Regions from separate parts of the Mus musculus genome. Here region 2 is linked to region 1. A link is a contact called in public HiChIP or PLAC-seq data. All regions are on one chromosome and are shown on one strand. The core of a region is the stretch at or near the end of the contact, and the rest is flanking DNA. Distances in the headings are between cores, read along the strand shown.

Region 1 (6,705 bases), core at 2,628-5,127:
CATCATCAACAGAATACAAGAGATAGAAGAAAGAATCTCAGGTGCAGAAGATACCATAGAAAACATTGACACAACAGTCAAAGAAAATGCAAAAAGCAAAAAGCTCCTAACCCAAAACATCCAGGAAATCCAGGACACAATGAGAAGACCAAACCTAAGGATAATAGGTATAGAAGAGAGCTAAGATTCCCAACTTAAAGGGCTAGTAAATATCTTCAAAAAGATTATAGAAGAAAACTTCCCTAACCTAAAGAAAGAGATGCCCATGAACATACAAGAAGCCTAGAGAACTCCAAATAGACTGAACCAGAAAAGAAATTTCTCCCATCACATAATAATCAAAACACCAAATGCACTAAACAAAGAAAGAATATTAAAAGCAATAAGGGAAAAAGGTCAAGTAACATATAAAGGCAGGCCTATCAGAATTTCACCAGACTTCTCACCAGAGACTATGAAAGCTAGAAGATCCTGAGCAGATGTCATACAGACCCTAAGAGAACACAAATGCCAGCCCAGGCTACTATACCCAGCAAAACTCTCAATTACCATAGATGGAAATACCAAGATATTCCATAACAAAACCAAATTTACACAATATCTTTCCATAAATCCAGCCTTACAAAGGATAATAGATGGAAAACACCAACACAAGGGGGAAAACTACACCCTAGAAAAAGCAAGAAAGTAATCTTTCAACAAACCCCAAAGAAGATAGCCACACAAACATAATCCCACTTCTAACAACAAAAATAATGGGAAGTAACAATCACTCTTCCTTAATATCTCTTAACATCAATGGACTCAATTCCCCAAAAAAGACATAGACTAACAAACTGAATACATAAATAGGACACAGCATTTTGCTGCATACAGGAAACGCACTTCAGTGACAAAGGCAGACACTACCTCAGAGTAAAAGGTTGGAAAACAATTTTCCGAGCAAATGGTCCCAAGAAACAAGCCGGAGTAGCCATTCTAATATCGAATAAAATCAACTTTCAACCAAAAGTCATCAAAAAAGATAAGAAAGAACACTTCATACTGGTCAAAGGAAAAAAAATCTACCAAGAGGAACTCTCAACTCTGAACATCTATGCTCCAAATGAAAGAGCACCCACATTCATAAAAGAAACTTTACTATAAAGCTCAAAGCACATCGCACCCCAGACAATAATAGTGGGAAACCTCAACACCCCACTCTCAGCAATGGACAGATCATGGAAACAGAAACTAAACAGAGACACGGTGAAGCTAACAGAAGTTATGAACCAAATGGATCTAACAGGCATTTATAGAACATTTCATCCTAAAGCAAAAAGAATATACCTTCTTCTCAGCACCTCACGGTACCTTCACCAAAAGTGTCCATATAATTAGCCACAGAACAGGCCTTGACAGATACAAGAAGACTAAAATAATCCCATGTACCCTATAATATCACCATGGACTAAGGCTCTCTTAGATGCCAACAAAAACAACAGAAAGCACACACACACACACATGGAAGCCGAACAATGTTCTACTCAACGATAACTTGTTCAAGGAAGAAATAAAGAAAGAAATTAAAGGCTTTTTAGAATTTAATGAAAATGAAGACACATCATACCAAAACTTATGTAACACTTATGTAAACTTATGTAAAGAAAGCAGTGGTAAGAGGAAAATTCATAGTTCTAAGTGCCTCTAAAAGAAAACTGGAGAGAGCTTACACTAGCAGCTTGGCAGCACACCTGAAAGCTCTAGAACAAAAACAAGCAAATTCACCCAAAAGGAGTAGACGGCAGGAAATAATCAAACTCAGGACTGAAATCAAACAAATAGAAACAAAAAGAACCATACAAAGAATCAACAAAACCATCAGCTGGTTCTTTAAGAAAATCAAAAAGATACGTAAACCCTTCCTTAACCAGACTAACCAGAGGGCAAAGAGAAAGTATCCAAATTAATAAAATCAGAAATGAAAAGGGAGACATAACAAAGTATATCTTAAAATAATTACAGTTTGTTGAATATTAACAGTTGAAAATAGTAAAATCATGTTCTACAAACATCATGGAAATATTATTGATAATTTTTCTCTCTATGCTAGAACTTAGCATTTTCTTAATGTTTCACTTCAAAAAGTTTTTGCTATTTTGAAATTTTTAAAATATACTTACTGATAAAGTAATTTCTCTCTTAGAAACACTGATAATCTTTTTAAAGTAAACTGATTGTTAGACAATGTTCACAGATATATAATGCATTTTAAATACTCTCTCACTATGTCAGGTGCTATCATATAAGGGCTTTTGAATATATTCCTTAATGATTCATTTTTAATATTTTATGCTCTTTTACTATGCTTAATTACAATAGAATATTTTGTATGTTTTGAAACAATTTAGTATTCAATGTTAGATATAGGATCCTCAGTTATGGATAGTATTAAATATTCATTAATGATATTTTTAGGATATGAATATAAAAGTTGAACAAAATTTTATGTATTATTTGATTCTCAAAATACTCCATAATATTAATATGTTTGATGTATAAAGTGCATTTAAATAATACAAAAAATTATGAAAAAAACAAATAAACAAAAAACAACCAAATCAAACCATCCAAACAAAAACTCCAAAACCAAGACCAACTAACAGACCAAGCTTTCCTCTTTATTTGCGCTGTGTCTATATTTATTAGGATTGTGTCCCACTGTGAGAACATGAAATCTAGGAAGATCAGAATTCTATCAGGGACCTGATTTCTTTTATCCTTCTGTCCAGAGTTCCTCATGGCCTCTTGGTCACAACACAGCTACTTTAATCTCTAATACCAAGCTCACAGTCCAGACAGGAAGAGTGAGAGGATCAGCTGAGTCTCTATCTACTTTAAGGAGACACAGAATTTTTACTAGAAAAAAATCTACAACCTTCCCCCAAACTGGGCAGAACAGTATCACCAGAGTTCATTAACTGCAACCAAACAATATGTTTTTAGCTTAGCCTTTATTTCTCCCAATATCATCAGATTTATTTAAGTAAGAGACATAGAAGTAGGGCTGGAGGGATGGCTCAGCTGTTAAGATCATTAACTGCTCTTCCAGAGGTCCTCAGTTCAATTCCAAGCAACCACATGGCGGCTCACAACCGTCTGTAATGAGATCTGATGCCCTCTTCTGGAGTGTCTGAAGACGGCTACAGGGTCGTCATTTAAATAAAATAAATCTTCTCTTGCTGTTCTTAAAACAGGGTCTCACTTTGCTGGCTGGCCTCAAACTCACGTTCTAGGCTAATTTGAATTTGTGGCGATCCTGCTGTCTCTCAGATGCTGGAAGCCCCGTGCACCATCACACAGGGCTCTTTAGCCCTCTTCGCCAGTTTCATTTCGCTTCTGTGGCACTTTAGCTTTCGGAGGAGCTCTCAAACCCTTTATGCCCATCCCACGTTTTTTGTGGATAGTGGTCCTGAAATAGGATCACCTTGCAAAACTTAGCTTTGGGTTTCATTCTTTTGACTAGCCAGCAGGACTCCGATGGAAGTTGCCTCCAATCAGGCCCCTTGTCACAGTGGTTCTCCATAAGCTCTTTAGGCATTCAGATCCTCTGCCGGGACCTAGTACAGGTTCTGGGTTTTGGGTTTCTTTATGCCCCGTGTCCCTGTGCGGAGAGAATGGCTTTGGCCGTCCTCCTCTCACACAGAAGCGCTCTGATCCGGAAGCTCAGATCTGGGGGTATAGAGGAGCGACGTTCTGTCTCCGAGCACCTCCGCGGTTCTCTGTCGCCCCCTACCGGTGGGTAGGTGCGCTGCCGCTGCGCGGCAGGAGGGACGCGCTGGAGCTCAGGGCGCAGGCGCAGGCGCTCGCGCTCGCCCGGGTCCTCGGGCGGGCTTGCGGTTCTGCGCGTGCGCACGGGCGGAGGCGCGCCGAGGACTCGCTGGAGCGGGCAGGTGGAGGGAGGAGTGGTCCCGGGAGTAACTGCCAGCAGTTGGTGCGCCACAGGTCCGGGGGCGCCCGCGTTCCCGAGCCTCGGAGGCCTGAACGCGTTCGGAACGTGGCTTTTTTTGTGCGGGGGCGTGACCTGAGCCCGCCTCCTCGGCTGGGAGTGGAGGAGAATGGGGATCGCTGAGGCCTTTAATTAATCTGGTGCCTGTTGTTTGTGTGCCCGAGGTGCAGCCTGTTTGCCTTTTGAGTTTGCAAACAGAGGGGAGGAAGCGGCGGGGTGGGGTGGGGGAGCAGGAGGGGAGATGGGGTCTTCCGGGCAGAGAGCCTAATCCAGCGAGGGCCGTCCTATTCCAGGGGGAGGGGAGGCCAGACACGACACGGGACACTGCTGCAAAAGGAAGGCCGCAGTAGGAACTGCCAGTGTTGCGCACACAGGCACACACTTAGAACAACAGCCTCTTGCTCAGTATTTTGCACTTTATGCAGAAGTGATTTTTTTTTACCTCTAGAGCGGCCCCACATGGACACTAACACGCGCTCACCACCCCCCTCCCCATATAGGAGATGACACATGGGGTCTCAGCACTCCTCTGCCCTCACATTTTGTCAGCGAAAGAAGGATGACAACCCGGAGGACTTGCTGGCTGATAGAGATCAGGAGGAAGCCATCGCTCAGTTCCCCTATGTGGAGTTCACTGGGAGAAATAGCATCACCTGTCACACCTGCCAAGGAGCAGGCTACATCCCAGCAGGTGAGACCATCGGCCATCACACGGAAAGCACTCTGGCATCTGCTCCAGCCAGCCCTCCATAGTCATAGCCCGCCCTGAATTGTAGCCAGCTCCGCTGCCCTGATAAATGGACAGACTCCAGGTTTTTTGTTTTTTGTTTTTTTTAAATCTTACACTCGGAACCCTTTCTCTTCTTCATTTCTACTCCTTTATTAATGCCTTAGTTTCTTTTCTGGTTGCTCTGATAAAATACTCTGACAATGGCAATTTAGGGGATGAAGGTTTATTCTGATTCACAGCTCCAGGTCACAGCTCCATCACTGAGGACAAGTTATACAACAGCAGCAATTTGAAATCGCTTATGTCACCTTATAGTCACAGCAAACAGCGAGCGAGGAGTGCTCGTACCTGGTTTCCCCTTCCCTATTCATTCAGAGATACAGCCTATGAAATGGGTGCCACCCACATTTAGGGAGGGTCTTCACATTTCAGTAAACCCAGTTAAGAAAATCACTCACAGACACGCCCCGTGGGCCGACCTAATCCCGTCTGTATCCACTGAGACATCTTCCTAGGCCACTCCGGGTTCCCAGCCCCTCTCTGGTTTGGAATGTTTATTTCTCTGCTGTGGGATCTGTTGACAAGGATGTTTCTCTATCGTTCTTGCTCATAAGGATGGCCACAGCATTGTGAAGGAGATATTCTAGCAGATCCTTTACAAACAAAGGCACCATGAGCAGTAGCCAGGGGTCAGCAGAATACCAGGGGGTGGGGAGTGACAGTCGGCTCAGGAGTGGGGCCTGGATTATCTGTAGCAACAGCTGCCACTAAGTTGACCCTAGGTGTTGGGGGAGTCACAGAGATTAGAGCTTTTAAGAACCTTACAAACCACACAAAGCTCCAAGTGAAAAGTGACAATGGCTTTGAGATGTTCCGAGACTTCGTCAAAGACAGCGAAGGCAAGAGCCCCCCAGCCTCAGTGCCGCAGCCCTACGGTGCTGGTAGAAGTTTTACAGTTTGTGGCGTTCTCCTTAGGCTAATCTGTTTCTTCCCCTCCAGCTTTTCTTATCCTGTCTCTACATTTACCCGTTCCTTCATCCAACCAAAAGTGTACGTTTTAGTGTCTAAGCCCAGCTGAATCTCAGCTGTGCCAGTTGACGGCGAAATGTGACAAGAAGAGGAAGGGCCACTCATACCTGGGGTTTACAGAATGAGTCTGTGTTTGCTGCTTTTCTAGAGCAAGTCAATGAGTTGGTGGCTTTGATCCCCCACAGTGACCAGAGGCTGCGTCCTCAGAGAACGTGAGTTGGCTGGCTCTCATCTGCCAATACCTTCTTCTGTTCCCAACTCCTCTCTATGAAAGAACACCAAGTAATCTTTGAGAAAGATGTCTGTTCTTATATCTGCCCTGTTTCCTTATTTTCTTTATCCACTAATTTATGATTATTACCTCATTATTTATTTATTTATTTATTTATTTATTTATTTATTGTGATACTAAGGCTTGAACCCAGGCCCTCTCACTTACTAGACAAGCACTCTTCCACTGAACGATAGCCTAGTCCTCCCCATTTCCCCTAGAACTTTTGCTTAAGTGAAATGTCTCTGTCTCGTGTTACAGTCTGGGCAAAGAAATGTGAAGCTAGAAACATCTTAAGGGTCAACTGAAAGGAAGGGGTTGGGGAAAGAGGCCGTCCTGGGAGATGAGCGGTGTTTAGGAGATAAAAGCACCGGTTTCTCTTTGGAGGGCGAATGGTGCTCAGAAGGGCTGAAGGGCCTTTTCTTGCCCCATTGCTCTGTGCCCAGTCTGTGCTTCCTGATTCTGTTCGCTTCCTTTCACTGCATCAGTATTGTGTCAATCAGGACCATTTAGGCTCCCGTATCTGGTATCTGACCGACCACGGTGACCCTGTGCTGTCGTTTGCAGAAAACAGTATGTCCTCCTGTCGGTCCTGCTGTGTCTCCTGGCATCTGGCCTGGTGTTCTTCTTTCTGTTTCCACACTCGGTCCTCGTGGACGATAACGGCATCAAAGTGACAAAAGTCAC
Region 2 (6,705 bases), core at 2,779-5,278, 130 kb before region 1:
GTTCTTTCTCTAAATAGCCCGTGACCTCAGACACACCGCATCCCTTTCTTTCTGCAGGTCTATTCCACAGAAATAAACAGAAAGGCTGACCCAGGCCTCTGCGCCTCAGGCATGGCTCAGCACCACAATCACCCACCATGCAAGTGAGTGAGGTGCCTCCCTCAACTCCTGCCAACCCTAAAAGATGGTGGGGATGGGGCCCAAGGATGTTTTAAAACACATTCTTCACAGGATCCTGAAGCAACTAGCCCAGTAACTGGCGTTAAAGACTATGGATGGATGCCAGATGTGGTGGCACGCCCCTTCCATCCCAGCCCTTGGGAGGCAGAGGCAGGTGGATCTCTGAGTTCGAGGCCAGCCTGGTCTACAGAGTGAGTTCCAGGACAGCCAGGGCTACACAGAGAAACCCTGTATCATTAAACAAACTAACAAAGGAAGAAAGAAAGAAAGAAAGAAAGAAAGAAAGAAAGAAAGAAAGAAAGAAAGAAGAAAGAAAGAAAGAAAGAAAGAAAGAAAGAAAGAAAGGGAAAGAGAGAGAGAGAAAGAAAGAAAGAGAGAGAGAGAGAGAGAGAGAGAAAGGGAAAGAGAGAGAAAAAAAGGACAAAAACCATGGGCTGTGCTTTTACAAGTCAAGATCTGGACACGTGTAAAAGTCTTACATAGGTACACAATCCCTAAAACCTGTCTATAGGCACTATATACCCGACACAGAGCCATAACTTACAAAGGTGCACATGACACAGAAGACACACATCTGTGCCACATGTGTGCATACCCCCAAACACCCACCAGAGCCAGCACATGGATCACAGATTGCCACAGAACCACCACATCGACACACACACAGCCCTGGGCAAACACAGACACCCACCACACACCCAGTGCATACGCACATATCACACGGAGGCTCACACTAAACAGATGCTAGCCTGAATTTATTTTGCCTCTGGGAACAGGTCCAGAACTAAAGGAGCCATGCTCTGCTGATGAAAACATCCCTCCTGCCTCTACCACCCCCACCCCTTGCCCCAGGCAGCTGGCTCGTGGTCCACAGCCCCTTGAATGACTGGAGGAGGGTAGAAGAGAGAAAGATGGGATAAGGTGAGGCAGAGGCTGAGAGTGGTATTCTAATCTGCTTGGAGACACCCCCCAAATCCAGCCCAGTTCTCTTCCCTTGCCCACCAGGAGACATCATGGGGCCCGGAGTCAGTGCTTGGTCAGGCCAGTTGACTGGATTCTCAGGCCCTGGTCCTACAGAGCAAAAGGCTTAGGGAGTAGCTAGATGTGGGGGCTCCCAGTACGTGGGGCCACTAAGGAAAGGGCTGTCTGGAGTGCCTTCCTGCAGCCCTAAGGCCTGAGGCCCCCATGGAATGTTACCACAGAAACAGGGAAAATATTATAAGGAATACAATACCCGGCAGAGTCACCTGCTCACCAGGCTTCCTGCTGCGCTACCCACCCCCCAGCTCATGGCACTTAGAGCCTTCCCTAGCCTCAACCTGGGCCTCCCCGCCAGAGCTCTCCTTCCTGTCTCCCCTGGATTAGGGAAGCTGCTTCAAGCGAAAGCTCTGCCCTTCTGTGGTTCCAAACAACATCAGGGATGGTGCACTGGGCCCCTCACTCCTGGTCCCTACCCACCCCCCAACACAGGAAATCAAGGCTTCCTGCCCCAGAGGAAGTGCCCCATCTAGTGAACAAATCCAACATATACAAACTCAAAGTCCTGGAGCTGGCGCCTCCAAGGGGACCTGCCTTCAAGCCCTGCAATACCCCATACTCTCCTGCAGCCTCCAGACCACATCTAACCAAGGAAGAGCTCAGAATAGATGCTGGCAGAGGCCGGTCTGGTTGGTGCCATTCCTTGGCTAGGTGACTCTGGGCCTTACATTATTAGCTCACCTTTCTCTGGGGGCTCCTGTCAACGTTGAAACGACCAGTTCTTAAAGAAAGGCAAAGAGCAAAGAAGGCCAAGAAAGAAGTGTGCCTACAGCTATAAAAAGGTCCTCATTTCCAATCCCATCACAACTGAGCCACTAGGAACTAGATAGGTGAGAACCATTATCCCTGAGACAAGGACACAGGAGGCTCTGCCTGTTCCCTTACTCCCCGTGGATTACTGACTGGCTATGTGCGGTTGGTCCCTCTAGCTCTGAGCTTTGGAAAGTGAACTGAGAATCCTCCCCACCCACCCACCTTATCATGTTAATTTTGAGAAAAGCCTGCTTAAGTAAGGTGACCTGCTTAGAAGAGAAACCTTCTTTGCCTCAAAGCTCAGCATATGCCCTTGAGACACAGAAAAATGCCCCAGCTAAGGGGCCAAACTGAGCAGCAGGGGGCTCAGATGCACCCTGTACCTAGCTTTTCCAACGCACAGCTCTGAGGGTCTAGCTTGGAAAGGACATCATAAAACTAAAGACAGAGACACAAGCCTCAGCCCCATTGGGTTCAGGACTTGGTCCAATCTCAGTTATCTGGGTACCATACACTGGAACTGCTTTGTGCCTCATTTCCCCCCCAGGAATCACTGTAAAGAAGAAAAGTACTTAGTTACTGAGGGGAGACGTGAGGCTGCAGAGAGCAAGGAGGTTAAGAGTGAAGGATGATTTGCGGCGGATGGAGAAGAGGCTCGGAAGGTTGGCACAGAGGGGAGGCACGACCGCAGCCCATGGGGGTCCTCTTGGGAAGAAATGGGTCACCTAAGTACAAGTTAGAGGATAGAAACCAACCAAAGTGACAGTCTGCAATGGAATTTGAGCAAATCTAGGTAAAAGTCTGGAGGACTAGCTCCTGATTCCAGATGTTGCACTCCCTCCAGGGCCACCGAGGGCCAATGTCCTATTATCACCCTGAAACTTTGGCAGGCAGAACTGGGCCTCAAGCAGATGCTGCGTTGGGATGTGGGAAGGGATACTTAGCAGCAAGCCAACCCCGCCAGATGATGCAGGATGCTTTGGGGGAGTGCTGGACAGCCAGCAAGGATAGTTCAGGGAACCAATGGTCAGCCCTAAGTCGGCCCCAAACCGGCAGCCAGTGAGAAATAAGTGGGACTCATTAAGCGACCTGCATGCAGGACTTAGGTTTTTCTTCCAACTCAATTGGCGGAGAAATCGCAGTGGCGAAAAGACAGTTCAGTTGCCAGATTTGCCCGGGTTCTCATACTTCTCAGTACTATCAGACTGGGGGTGGGTGGGGGTGGGGGGGCTAGATCCAGCTCCCCACCTCCCTACCTCTCTCAGTACTCAGCCTGCGGCCCCCACTTCCCCACGCCTTTAACTGTCCTCACTGCTAGGCTGAACACAGTGTCTGTCTCTCTATGATGGGTGATCAAGGATAAGGGGTGATGCTCAGAGAAATCTCCCAGCCCAGTACCCCTCCAGGGGACGTTTCCCTCAGCTACAGGATCTGAGTAGGGCCCTGCCCAGTTCTACAAGACAGGGGCGCTGATGTCCAGCCCTGCAAGTTCTGCGCCAGTTCAGTGGGTCCTAGCCTTTGCCCTCCCGCTTCCAAACCTTTGGTCCCGGAGCACCGCCCCCTCCCGGGCCTCGGCGGCCGGCCGTGCCTCCCGGATCCCGGGGAGGAGGGTGACGGGACGCCCGGCCCTTGCACAGGCGGCCCCGGGCCTCCCACTGCCTCCCCGGGGCCTGTCGCTGCCCGGGAGCGGGCGGATGTGGGCGCCCCGCAGGAGGCCGGAGCCCTTCGGCCCCGGAACCAGCCGGGGCAGCGAGCGGGCCAGAGCCCGGGCGAGCGGGCGCGGTCCAGGGCGCGCGGAGGACCCGGCCAGCCGGACCGGCCGGAGACCCAGCCGCAGCCGGAGCGGGAGCCGGGGCGAGCAGCGCAGGGTGCCGCGCGCAGGGCGGGGCGGACGGGGAGGGGGTGGCCGCCCGGTACTCACCCGCGCCGGGGCTGTGCATCCAGGGGCCGGGGCCCTCAGAGCCGGGGGCTCATGGCGGGCGGGGGGCCGGGGCGCCGGCCTCACATCCCCCCGGTCGCCGGAGGCTGCAGAGCGACTGTGAGACGGCGAGAGGAAGGGAGGGGGCCGGGAGGGGGAGGGCCCTGGCAGCCTGGCCGGCCGGGTAGGATGACAATGGAAGGAAATGCTTTATCTGAGTCTGAGAGCGGGCCAAGGGGGAGGGGAGGGAGGGGGCCGGCGCTGGCGGCCCTGGGACACACCACCCGGGCTTCGCTCAGCAGCACACAGCCTGGCGGCAGACACCGATCGCGGCGGGGCGCGGCTCACCGCCCGGGAGGCAGCGCCGAACCCGGAACGCGGGACGCGGCCGGACCCGCGCGCGGCCGCGGAAGCCCCAGCCGCCGCGCGGCGCTGCGCCCCGCGCACAATTCCCGGAAACCCAGATACCTGAGTGCACGCACCCGTGCATACACAGCGTACACGGGCGTGCATCCATGTTTACACAAGCCAGGGTGCTTTACGCTTCGGGGAAGGACTCCTGTGCACACATCTACACACTTAAGTCAACGAGGGCAGCGCTACACACAGGGAGAGCAGGGCACGCTTGGAGTCTCGAGCAAGGAATCCCAGACGGACACCCCTGCCCCATCCTAACACACACACACCACACACACACACACACACACACACACACACACACACACGACTCTCCTCAGGAACACTTCAGGATCTGATTTGAACCACTGCCAGTCCAACCCCAGTGGCACCCCCCGCCCCCACTGTCTGCTGAGGGGAGCAGAAGGGTCCAGTCTGTTCCTATTAAAAGAAAAAAAAAAGGGGATGGGGGGTGGTGCAGTTTTCGAAACTTAAAAAAAATTTTTCTCAAGGGATTTCCTTCCATCCTCTCCTCTTCCTCTTCCATTCCTCTCCCTCCACAATGACCCTCCTTTGCCCCCCCACTCCTGGACCCTATGAGTCAAACTTCAGCAATGTGCCCAGTGTCCCCCAGTGCATTACAGCGGATCACAGAAATGTTCCAGTCTGTGAGTCGGAATGCAGCCGCCTCCAGCCCTCCCTCAGCTAATAAACTCAGCTGAGGACTGGCTTTGCACTGAAGCCCTCCCTGCCTCTCCCCCATCTTAGACGGGAGGAGGTCAGATTCAAGGGTCAGGGGCCGAGGACCTTCCCACTGAGTTTCCTGGCTTGGCCTGTCAGTCCTGTTGCCTCCAGCAATTTGGCAGGTCAGAAAACTGGGAAGGGAGAGCGGTCATTCACCAGGAACACTATGCTCCCCTGCCCTTGAGGTGCCCGCCACTGAAAGGCAGCTTCCTTCTGGTCCCAATCTACTCTCTGAGTCCTCGGAACTCCAAGAACCTTTAGAAGGGGAAAATGAGGCAGACCTAGAGATGTGATATCTTGGAAGCCAGAGTCTTGAGTGGCCTAGAGGGACGTTGGCCATGTTGCTAGGTCACACACAGGTCTAGACTCATGTGCCCTTGTTCAGCTGCTAAGTGTAACTCCTCTGTACCTGTTAATGGGTACTACAACCTTGCCCTAGCATCCATGGCCTCTTGCAATGTGGCACCACACACATCCCTGCCCAGTGTCTCCTGGTACTTTGCTCAGAGGTAGTTACCGTTATTACTACCACAGCCAGCCCTGTCAGCTAGCTGTTCATGTCCCCATACTTACCCACTTCCTTGCCTTGGCCTAAGACACTCCCTACAGAGTAAATGCCGCTCTACCTTTCTCCCTTCTGTTGTTGAAATCCCTTCATCTCCTCTGAAATGTTTCACGATTTCTGTAGCCTCAGCCGGAAGGATTTTCTTTCCCTTGAAGGACTCCACCCCAGCACTGATTTTCTCCCAGCCGCACTGACCCTCAGCTGTCTAGTCTATGAGTCTGAATCTCTTCTTTATCACAAGTGTTCAAGGTACCTAGCTTGGAAGCACTGCCTCAGCGTGGCTTCCGAGTTCTTCATTGACTCATGAATATTCATGACCTTCCAAGATCTCCCTCCAGCTAGACATCTCTAATAGACCCTCTGTCGGAAGTTGTCCATTCTGGCTCTGCTAGACACTTCCTCATCCACTGAGCTGTCTTTCCAAACCAGAGCACTCTACTTCCAACGACTTCCGTGAGGGTTACAGACTTCAGGGGAAAAAAGAAACCTGTGTACAGAGGACCCCCAATCTCTCTTGTTATCTCTCTCCTCCTGTAACCGTACATTGCCCCCACATCTTCCTTTCCTAAAGCTGTTTCTGTGCTGAATTTCTTGTTCGTTAATTTCTACTGGCGCAGCATCCGTGCATCTGCTCCTGAAGCTACCTCTTCTCTTCAGTCTAACCACTGACTTCTGAGTGATTGGGATAAAGATGTGTGGCCACCCATCTATGCTCACCACCCGTCTATGCTCACAATGGTCACCTGTGGCTTTCGGTTCACATCAGGACTCACTGCCTGCAAAATGTAGGCAGAGAGGAGACCAGCACTTGCGGTATGTTTCTGGGGTGCTGAGCCAGATGTTTCTGGGATGCTGCCAGAGTTACCTATGACTCCAATATCCCCTGCCTCACAATGGATTCCCAAGCCAATGCTAAGTTCCATGTTCCCTGGTGGCACATGTTAGCCTCCTGGGACCTCTAGAGATAGATATACGACAGAAAAATCCAAGCTACCTCCTTGCTATGATGGCTACCACGGGCAATTTCTCAAGAGCCCTTGCATCCAGACTTCTCACAGCCTGCTCAGCTGAATACCAGGTATAAGAGACAGGCAGACAGGCAGACAGGCAG

What was found. HiChIP or PLAC-seq counts read pairs in DNA pulled down with a chosen protein or histone mark.
Region 2: a contact with region 1 is called in an H3K4me3 HiChIP or PLAC-seq map of embryonic stem cells, with 25 read pairs. The contact joins the promoter of Hdac7 here to the promoter of Tmem106c in region 1. A contact is called at or near these places in 14 of 39 promoter capture datasets (the 3T3-L1 cell line, the HPC-7 cell line, HPC-7-derived erythroid cells and 10 more), 4 of 15 datasets of contacts at CTCF or cohesin (CD8 T cells, the NIH/3T3 cell line and embryonic stem cells), 23 of 484 Hi-C or Micro-C datasets (the C2C12 cell line, CD4 T cells, CD8 T cells and 16 more), 20 of 115 datasets of contacts at active chromatin or transcription factors (CD8 T cells, the HPC-7 cell line, the SCID.adh cell line and 15 more) and 3 of 9 other capture datasets (adipose tissue, liver and pancreatic islet).

Annotation. Positions count from the first base shown.
Region 1 is chr15:97,960,352-97,967,056 of GRCm38.p6, forward strand. Tmem106c (transmembrane protein 106C) reads left to right here and starts at 3,878. Exons shown (of 8, transcript NM_001252153.1): 1 at 3,878-3,984; 2 at 4,489-4,679; 3 at 5,896-5,959; 4 at 6,586-6,705. The coding sequence starts at 4,499.
Region 2 is chr15:97,827,467-97,834,171 of GRCm38.p6, forward strand. It overlaps Hdac7 (histone deacetylase 7), which reads right to left and starts at 4,029. Exons shown (of 25, transcript NM_001378971.1): 1 at 3,893-4,029. The coding sequence starts at 3,911. Gm33636 (a long non-coding RNA gene) reads left to right here and starts at 3,220. Exons shown (of 4, transcript XR_001781759.2): 1 at 3,220-3,839.